Linked DNA regions of Zea mays: region 2 is linked to region 1. Evidence: chromatin contacts called from public Hi-C data. All regions are on one chromosome and are shown on one strand. The core of a region is the stretch at or near the end of the contact, and the rest is flanking DNA. Distances in the headings are between cores, read along the strand shown.

Region 1 (4,078 bases), core at 424-2,923:
CGGTGCCACAACCTGAAAGCCCCCGTTGTGGGCCTCTCTGCGCAGAATACCCGGTGTCCCATCGGATAGTTCGGTGCGCACCGGACATGTTGTTGTTCACTGTCCGGTGCACCACCAGTGTGCTGGTTGACTGCCTTTTTTCTTGGATTTCTTCGCTGATTCTTTTGGGCTTCTTTTGTTCTTGAGTCTTGGACTTCTCTGTTTCTTTTTATGTCTTCTTTTGAAGTGTTGCATCCCTATTACCTTATTCCAACCATCTTTGCATCCTGTGAACCCTATTTGATTGAAACTGAGCTAATTGTGACTTAGAAACTAAATTGTTGATCTTATGAACCTGTGAATCAGAGACTAGGCAAACTAATTAGTCTGAATGGTTGTGAAGGTCATCAAGCACTAGAATGTAAGAAATGGTTTAAGGTCATTTCCCTTTCAGAGCACAACTTGCCTTATACTTGTGATAACCTTTTAGTCCAAATGCTACACCAAAAGTTGGGCCTCAAGATTCATAGTCACCTCGCCTATACTCGTAGCAATACATACAATCAAGCAAATAATGGATATGGCAACATTACACCAAAGCATAAGAACAAACTGCGTAAAAATATTCTACGCGTCGCTACAAGATCATAGGTCCGAGAACCATTAAAATCGGAACTAAACAAAGCATTTATGGATAAAATGATATTTTAGAAACAATAAATCTAATAGATGAGATCTAACAGATATTGCATTTAAACCAAGCAGGTATTAAATTAAAATATTTTAGTTGAACGATTATTTATAAAATGTGTAGGTTAGAACTATAAATTAGATTAACAATATTATCTAGTTAATTAACATTAATTAAATAAGTAATTAACTAATTAAAACAATGTTATTATTACGTACGCCAAATTAATATGAACATAGCACAACTTAGACTAAAATAAATTATTTTATCCAAAAGATATCATATTTTTAATAAATTAGTAGGGTCACACAAAAATAAGTGATATGAGTTAGATCGGGTCACATAAAGAATTAATGGGCATGGGATCTAGATGTGGCCATATTCTACCTTCCTCCCATCTTTCGACATCAACAGGGCGGCGGTGCAGAGCCTGCACGACGGTGAAGCTCCGACGATCACCCGCCCCACGCTCTAGTGCCCTACCACATGATCGTCCACGCACTAAACACGTACGGAGTACTGCCAATAAATGGGGATGCAACTAACCAGCAGTCGCGCAGTCGTGGCCTCCATCCTTGGCGAGGCTGAGAACCCACTACGGTGGCACTCGATCTCATCCTTCGTTGATGAACTCGTGGCTATGGCATTAGTTCCCTCGACGCGATGACTCAGGAGGACACGAGAGCAAGGATATATATAAGTGAGTATAGTACTAGGATCTATTCTAGTTGTGCGGAGTTCATTACGATTTCTCCGGAAACAGGGTGCAGTGTTCGTTTCGATCCTATCGACATGCTTGGGTTAGACTCATGGCTAGGGACACAACTGACCTAGGGCGTGCAAGAGGCCACGAGAAATTCGGGCTATAGAGGCGCAACCACCCATCGAAACAAAAGTCAAGGTAGGGAGGGGTCCTAGAAGACGGCTTCGAGCTGAACTCCGCAGGTTGAAGACTCCTGTCATCATGGCCCCACCCGGTCTAGAAGATGAGTACGACAGATTGAGCCCACCTGTCACCAGCCGCACGATCGTGTGGACGCGTGAGGCTCGTTTTGGGTTTTGGCTAATGCCATCATAGATGTCATGCCGACATCACATGCGGCAAGGGAATAAAAAAAGAAAATCAATAGGAGAAGAGACATGGAGGGGAATGGGCTGCGGTAGCAATTCTTGATGTGTGGGCTGGTGAGCTTCTTTCCCTATTTTTTTTATTTTTCTTATTTATATTTTCACTTCTAATTTCAGTTTTCAGATTTCAATCCAAATTTGGTTTTCAAAATCAAACTTAAATACAAATGCACAAACAAAAAGGACTCAACATGAATGCAAGGTACTAAATCTTTTAATTATTTATTTGGGCCTATTGATTTAAATATGCCATACACACACGTCATTCATCTTAATAAAATTTCAATTTGAATGTGGAGTCTAGTTAAAAGTTCATTTAAAAATTATGTATTTATTACTTATTTAATTCAAGAGCTAATATTGTCTACTTTTATGAAGAATTATTTTAATTTTAAATCTTCTTTATAGAAGGATTATAAACACATATTTCATCAATTACCAATTCAAGATGACCCTATTTTATTTCTTTCGGAGTTTCAAATAACATTTCCCATTTCAATGCCTTAAGTATAAATTTTAGATTACAAAAAAATACTAATACCATTTATCTATTTCAGAGAATGTTTTTATAAAAATATATTTTAATCTAGAACTTTTGGAAGAATTTCTCTAAATGTTATAATATAATTTTAGAGTGTTACACTTCGTCACTTACAGCAAGTGTTTGAGCTGTTGGCGCAAGATCAATGGAAAGTAAAATTATCCAAGTGCTCGTTTGCACAAAACAGAGTCTCATATCTAGGCCGTATTGTCAGTGCTGAGGGGGTGGCAGTAGACCCTGCAAAAATTCAGGTGATCGCACAGTGGCTTACACCAACATGTGTTAAGGAGTTGAGGAGCTTCTTGGGATTGGCCGGGTATTACCGGAAATCCATCCGGCACTTTGGCATTATTTGTCAACCCCTTCACGCCCTGTTGAGGAAAGGTGCACTGTTTTTGTGGATGGAGGACCATTCTACAGCCTTTCAGACACTAAAACAGGCCCTAATGTCAGCCACGGTTCTTGCTCTTCCAGATTTCTCCACTCAGTTTACTATTGAGAGTGATGACAGCTCTAGTGGTGTGGGTGTTGTCCTTGTGCAGAAAGGTCACCCTTGGCCTTATTAAGCAAAGCATTAGGCCCTAAATCCTGTGGCTTGTCAGCTTATGAGAAGGAGTTTATGGCTATTCTGGTGGCTGTGCAACCGTGGCGTCAATACTTGCAGAATGGGGAGTTCCTGATCCTTATTGATCATCAAAGCCTTTCTCAGTTAAATGAACAGAGGCTGCATACTCCCTGGCAACACAAGGTTTTCACCAAGCTTTTAGGACTCCAGTATAAAATTGTCTATCGGCAAGGTCATACCAACTACCTACATGAACCTATCCCGTCGCCTTGAACCTGAATTCAATGATGTTTCTGAAATGATCCCTCAATGGTTAATTGATGTACATAACAACTACCTACATGACCCAGATGCTCAGTCCTTGCTGACTAAAGTCGCTATAGATCCTTCGGCTGTCCCCAACTTTACCCTTACCGACAGCTTGCTTCGTTACAAAGGTCGCATTTGGGGGGAACGACCCAGTTCTCCAACATCGATTGCTGGCCGCCCTTCATACTTCGCCAGTCGGCGGCTATTCAGCCATTCCGGTCACATACACTCGTTTGAAACATCTTTTTGCTTGGAAGCATATGAAAGCAGTTGTACAAGAGTTCGTGCACAATTGCCAGACATGTTTGCAAGCTAAACCAGACCGGTCTGCCTTCCCTGGGAAACTTCAACCATTGTCGGTTCCGTCCATGGCCTGGGAAACAATCATTATGGATTTTGTTGAAGGCTTGCCAGTTTCTGGTCCTGCTAATTGCATTATCGTTGTGGTGGATAAGTTTACTTAATATGCTCACTTCATTCCTCTATCCCATCCTTACACAGCTAGCTCAGTTGCTCAGGTGTTCATGACTCGTGTGTACAGGTTGCATGGTCTTCCAGCTTCCATTGTTTCACATAGGGATCCAGTCTTCACCAGCACATTTTGGCAACAACTCTTCAAGCTGATTGGAACCGAATTAAAACTCAGTTCCTCTTACCTCTCCCAAACTGATGGCCAAACGAAACGCGTCAACCAATGCTTGGAAACCTTTCTCCGATGTTTCGTCAGTGCATGTCCCAAGAAGCGGAAAGACTGGCTACCAGCAGCTGAGTTTTGTTATAATACTAGTATGCGCTCCGCTTTGCGTTGTTCGCCATTTGAGGCTAAGCCTCGAACTCTCGGTATTACATTGCATGATGTAGTTCC
Region 2 (4,625 bases), core at 656-3,155, 88 kb before region 1:
GTTCTTAAATAATTTAGAAAAAAATAAATGGTACAATTTTAATAGTACATGGGTTTTTTAAATAATTTTTTTGTATTTTTTAGACCGTATTTGAGATACCTACTGTTTAAATTATGACTGCTACTATTATCATTCTTAGCTTCCATAATAAAAAAGGTACTAGAGGCATTCAACGGAACTCGGTTAAAATGTACACGTTCTGCATTATCGTCTAGTTGCGGCGCTGCACCAAGGCGCCATTCTGCTTAATGCCACTGAATTAAGGAGACATTGATGGAGAATACAAGCGCAGTCAACGATGAATATAATAGCTTAACGAGGACTATATATCGGTTGGCCCGCCGGCTGGCCGGCCTGTCCCAGCTAAAGCGACAGCCGGCGGCGTCCAAGAACGCCGCCGCCGTCGTCATCGAAAAACCGATCCAAGTCGTCGTCGAACGGCCAGAAGAAACCATCGAACGGGCAGTTGCCGTCGTCCTCCAGCAGGCACGCGTCGTTCTCGTCCACGGCCACGGCCACGGCGGCGGCGCCGTCGTCGTCGTCGACCTTGCTGTTGTTGTCCGCGGACGGCGCCGCCCCGTCCGACGACGTCTCCTGGTCCTGGTTGTGGTCGCCGTCGTCGGGGGACGCAGACGACGACGACGACGGCCTGTTCCGCGTTGTGCCGGCCAGCGCGTTGAGCATCGCGGGCACCGCGTGGCAGTGGTCAGCGATGTAGGTGACGACGAGCACCCCGGGCTTGGCCGGGCTGCGCTCCACCAACTTCCGGGCCGTGCAGCTCTTGAGGCTGCTGCACTTGTAGTATCCCCTGATGATGTGCATGCAGGGCGCACGCACAAGAGTTGCGTTCAGAATTTCAGATGCAGCGCCTATAAATAACTACCTCTCTCTCTCTCTCTCATGGACTGTATGTCTGTATACATGTAGACTGTATATATACCGTGGATAGGGTGAGCCCTTGATCGGCTTCTGGCCGTACTTGCGCCACGCCCAGAGGTCCGTGGAGACGACGCCGCCGGCTGCCGGCACCTCGCACACCACTTTCTTCACCTGCCTCTTCTTGCTGATGTTAAATTTTAAATCATCAACGATCGATCGCCGGATGAATATAATTGCGAATCATCGAAACGGAAAGCCGCCGTCGTCGACGTATGCACCGGCCGTACCTTCTCTTGGGCCGGGGAGTGCGACCTCCCGCCTTGCGGCCGGGCTGCCGCCTCCTGGGCTGGACCATCTGATGCCCGGACCTGGAGACGACGCCTGCTGCAGCGGCAGCCGAGAAAGAGAAGAGCACGTCGTCGTGGCGGAGCTGTTGCCCGGCCCTGGCCATGGGCCCACACGTGGCCGTCGTCTCGCGAGATGATGAAGGCGTGACGGAGACGGAGAAGGGCATGCGGCGCGGGTCGCGGTCGCGGTCCACGAGGTCGTCGAAGTGGTCGAGGCCGCGCCGCCACGACGACACCGCACCCACCGGTTGCCCGAGCAACTCCAGCTGGGCCGCCGCACGGCCGCCGCCGCGGACCATAGCAGCTTCCTCCCTTGGAGGAGCGTCGGCCCCGGCCCTCGAATGCTGCACGCTGCGGTTACCGCCGCCGCAGCTCCGCACGAGCGCCTGCAGGTCCCAGTCGTTGGAGCAGTCCATGGCGATCGATCGAGTGTGTGTGCCAAGTGCCAAGCTAAGGTGGGCGAGAGGCCGGCTTCATATATGTAGAGAGAGAGAGAGAGAGACGGTTTGACTTTGGCATGACGTGTGTATGTTGACATTAGCCTATCAATCAAATCCGAGGATCCTTTGTCTACGAGTAGTACAGATATAGCGCGTGCAGCGGCGGTGTAGTGCGGCGGGCGGGCGAGCGACGAGCTGAGAGCGAGGTGCATGTAAAGTGAAACGCATCGGCGGGCGGCGGCGTGCTCTCGCTGTCGCTAGCTAGCTTAGCTGCCCGCGGTAGTGGGTGGGCACGCCACGAAGATCGCCCGAGATTAGATGGATTGCTCAGGGCACTCATCGACCGCCGACGAGACGACTCGCCGTGGCGGCAGGATCGGGCGCGATCGATAGATAGCGTCGGGAAGGAGATCCGACGACGCGTGCCATGCATGTCACGCTCAGGTACAGTAGACGTACACTAGCGGGAAATCTTTGCTCTTTATAAGCACGCAGGCAGGCAGGCAAGCATGTGTGATGTGAGAGCGAGACGCAGACGCCACGCACGCTCCATCAGCACCGATCGACCGGGGCGCGACGGGAGAAGCAGGTGGCTGTCCATCCATGGATGAATCCGTGGCAAGATCGCGCGTGCGCTTTGCGGCGCGCCCGAGAGCGAGAGGGAGAGGACGACAGAGCGAGAGCGGCTCTGTCAATCTGCCTGCCTGCCTTTTCCTAAAGATACAACGCAACAATCTGAGACTTGCTTATTCAACACGCTTAACTGCAAAAGCAATCATCCTCCCTTTCCCAAGTAATTGGATTTTGACACCGACGAAGGTTTAGACCTGAAATTGTACGTGGCCTCGCCGATGCGTGACCATCGGTCGAGTTGGGCAGCAGATGCACAACGTACACCGCCCTCTCCTCTACGTGTTTCATGCGCGTCCACGTCCGTCCGTCCCTCCCAACAGTAATAAACTAACAGTCTAATTAGAGTCACTACAGTAAAACGATACAAGTCCGACGGCTTCCTAGGTGGCCGTCGGAACTAATGAATTTTAACCGCGCCCCGCGGCCCGCGTCGGTTTCATTTCTCTCTGTTTCTCCGCCGCTCGCATGCGTAGCCGCCGCCGCCGCCTCTCCCACGCCGCCGCCACCATCGCCGACGAGCCGCCGTCGTCGCCCAGCACCGCCCAAGCCTCTCCCGGGGACCTCCAGCCCCGTCCCGACGCCCAGCCCGCGCCCGATCCTCTGTCCACGTCGACTGGCAACTCCACCGCCGCCAAAGCGACACCGGAGCCGCCCCGACGCCGCCCGCGGCCGCCGGAGCCTCTGCCCCCCGTCCTCGACGCCACCGGCGCCCGCCCCGACCCCGCCGGCGTCCGCTTCATCAGCTAATCGTCCGACAAAGTAAGGAATTTTATAATATTTAGTATAATTTTGTATATGCATATATTGTTTGCTATTAGCAATGTTTAGTTTTGTTATGTCCGACGGCTTAATTTAATTATGCAATTAAATTAGCTTGTTTTAATTTATTTATTAGTGGTTATATAATTTAAACTTTTAATTTCCGAGGGTAATTATTAAGCCCTCCGAAATAAGGTTGTTTTATTTGATTTAGGGTCCCGTGAAATGATTTTTTGTAGTGCTATTGTATTAGTTTGGTTAATTAGTGGCTATTGTATTAGTGTGGTTAATTAGTAATCATAACTAATTAAGTTAACGTCTCGTATCTAGTATGGAGGAGAATCGTCGATGGATGTATGAAGGTTGGAAGAAAAGAGGTGCTCTATCAAGTGAGTGGGTTGCCAAGACTGATGCTTTTCTCGACCGTGCTTTTGCTCGGTCAGAGACTGGAACCGATGTTAGGTGCCCTTGTAGCAAGTGTCGGAACATTAATTTCCTTGACAGGAGGATCGATACATATTTGCAAGAACGGTTATATGCCAGGCTATGAGGTGTGGGTGCACCACGGTGAGGATCCACCTCCTCGTATTGTATCGGAAGTTCAGTCACATGAAGAGGAGGACTACGATAGGATGGAAGAGATGCTTGACGATGTACGCCATGAGCTTCTAACAGTCGATTGGGAGAACCCCGGTCAACCCACCGAGTTCGAGGATCCAGCTACACCTGAGGTTCAGAAGTTCTTCGAGCTCCTTAAAGCTGCCGAAGAGCCGTTGCATGAGCACACAAAAGTGACCGTCCTTGTATTTGTGACTCGACTTATGGCTATTAAGTCTAAGTTTGCATTCTCAAACAACTGTTACAAGAAGCTTTTGAACTTGATCGGTGATGTACTTCCGGAGAATCACAAGATGCCAAAGGACATGTATCAGTCTAAAAAGTTGTTATCTGGGCTCGGTATGGACTACGAAAAAATCGATGTCTGTGAAAATAATTGTATGCTTTTCTGGAAGGAGACCGCGGGTGAGAAGGAGTGTACTGTATGTGGTGAGCGTAGATTCTTTGAGGTTGAAAACGACGATGGTTTGACCGTGACTACGAAGATTGCACGTAAGCAGCTTCGTTACATGCCTCTTATACCTCGGTTGAAACGTTTGTTCATCTCCAAGAATACAGCCAGACACATGAGGTGGCACAAAGAAGGGGTACGTGAGAATCCAAATGTCATGGTGCACCCAGCTGATACAGATGCATGGAAGGCACTAGATGCTTTTGATTCCAGCTTTGCTGATGAAGTGCGGAATGTTCGCTTCGGTTTGGCAACAGATGGTTTCTCGCCATTCAATCTAACTGCAACGTCCTACTCATGTTGGCCTGTCTTTGCTGTTCCATACAACCTTCCACCAGCTCTTTGCATGAAATATAAATTTATTTTCTTGTGTCTTGTAATACCTGGTCCGGATCATCCTGGAACAAAGATCGATGTGATGATGAGGCCCCTGATTGAAGAATTGAAAATTTTGTGGGAAGGAGTCGAGGCGTACGATTGTTACAAGAAACAGAAGTT

The links. Hi-C and Micro-C count contacts between places; a contact is called where the count stands out from the background.
Region 2: a contact with region 1 is called in a Hi-C map of leaf, with 4 times the contacts expected there. The contact joins the promoter of LOC103635399 here to the enhancer-like site in region 1. A contact is called at or near these places in 2 of 25 Hi-C or Micro-C datasets (ear and leaf).

Annotation. Positions count from the first base shown.
Region 1 is chr8:76,378,801-76,382,878 of Zm-B73-REFERENCE-NAM-5.0, reverse strand. No RefSeq gene overlaps it. Among protein-coding and RNA genes, the nearest start is that of LOC100282455, 7.0 kb to the right of the region's middle. Within about 2 kb of position 1,673, at least 17 of the 20 cell types and tissues checked have an H3K27ac peak or open chromatin away from gene starts, as enhancers often do. A contact at or near this core is called in ear and leaf, where this site is marked.
Region 2 is chr8:76,466,689-76,471,313 of Zm-B73-REFERENCE-NAM-5.0, reverse strand. It overlaps LOC103635399 (WRKY transcription factor WRKY28), which reads right to left and starts at 1,905. Exons shown (of 3, transcript XM_008657854.4): 1 at 1,167-1,905; 2 at 941-1,063; 3 at 243-808. The coding sequence starts at 1,642. The coding sequence ends at 364.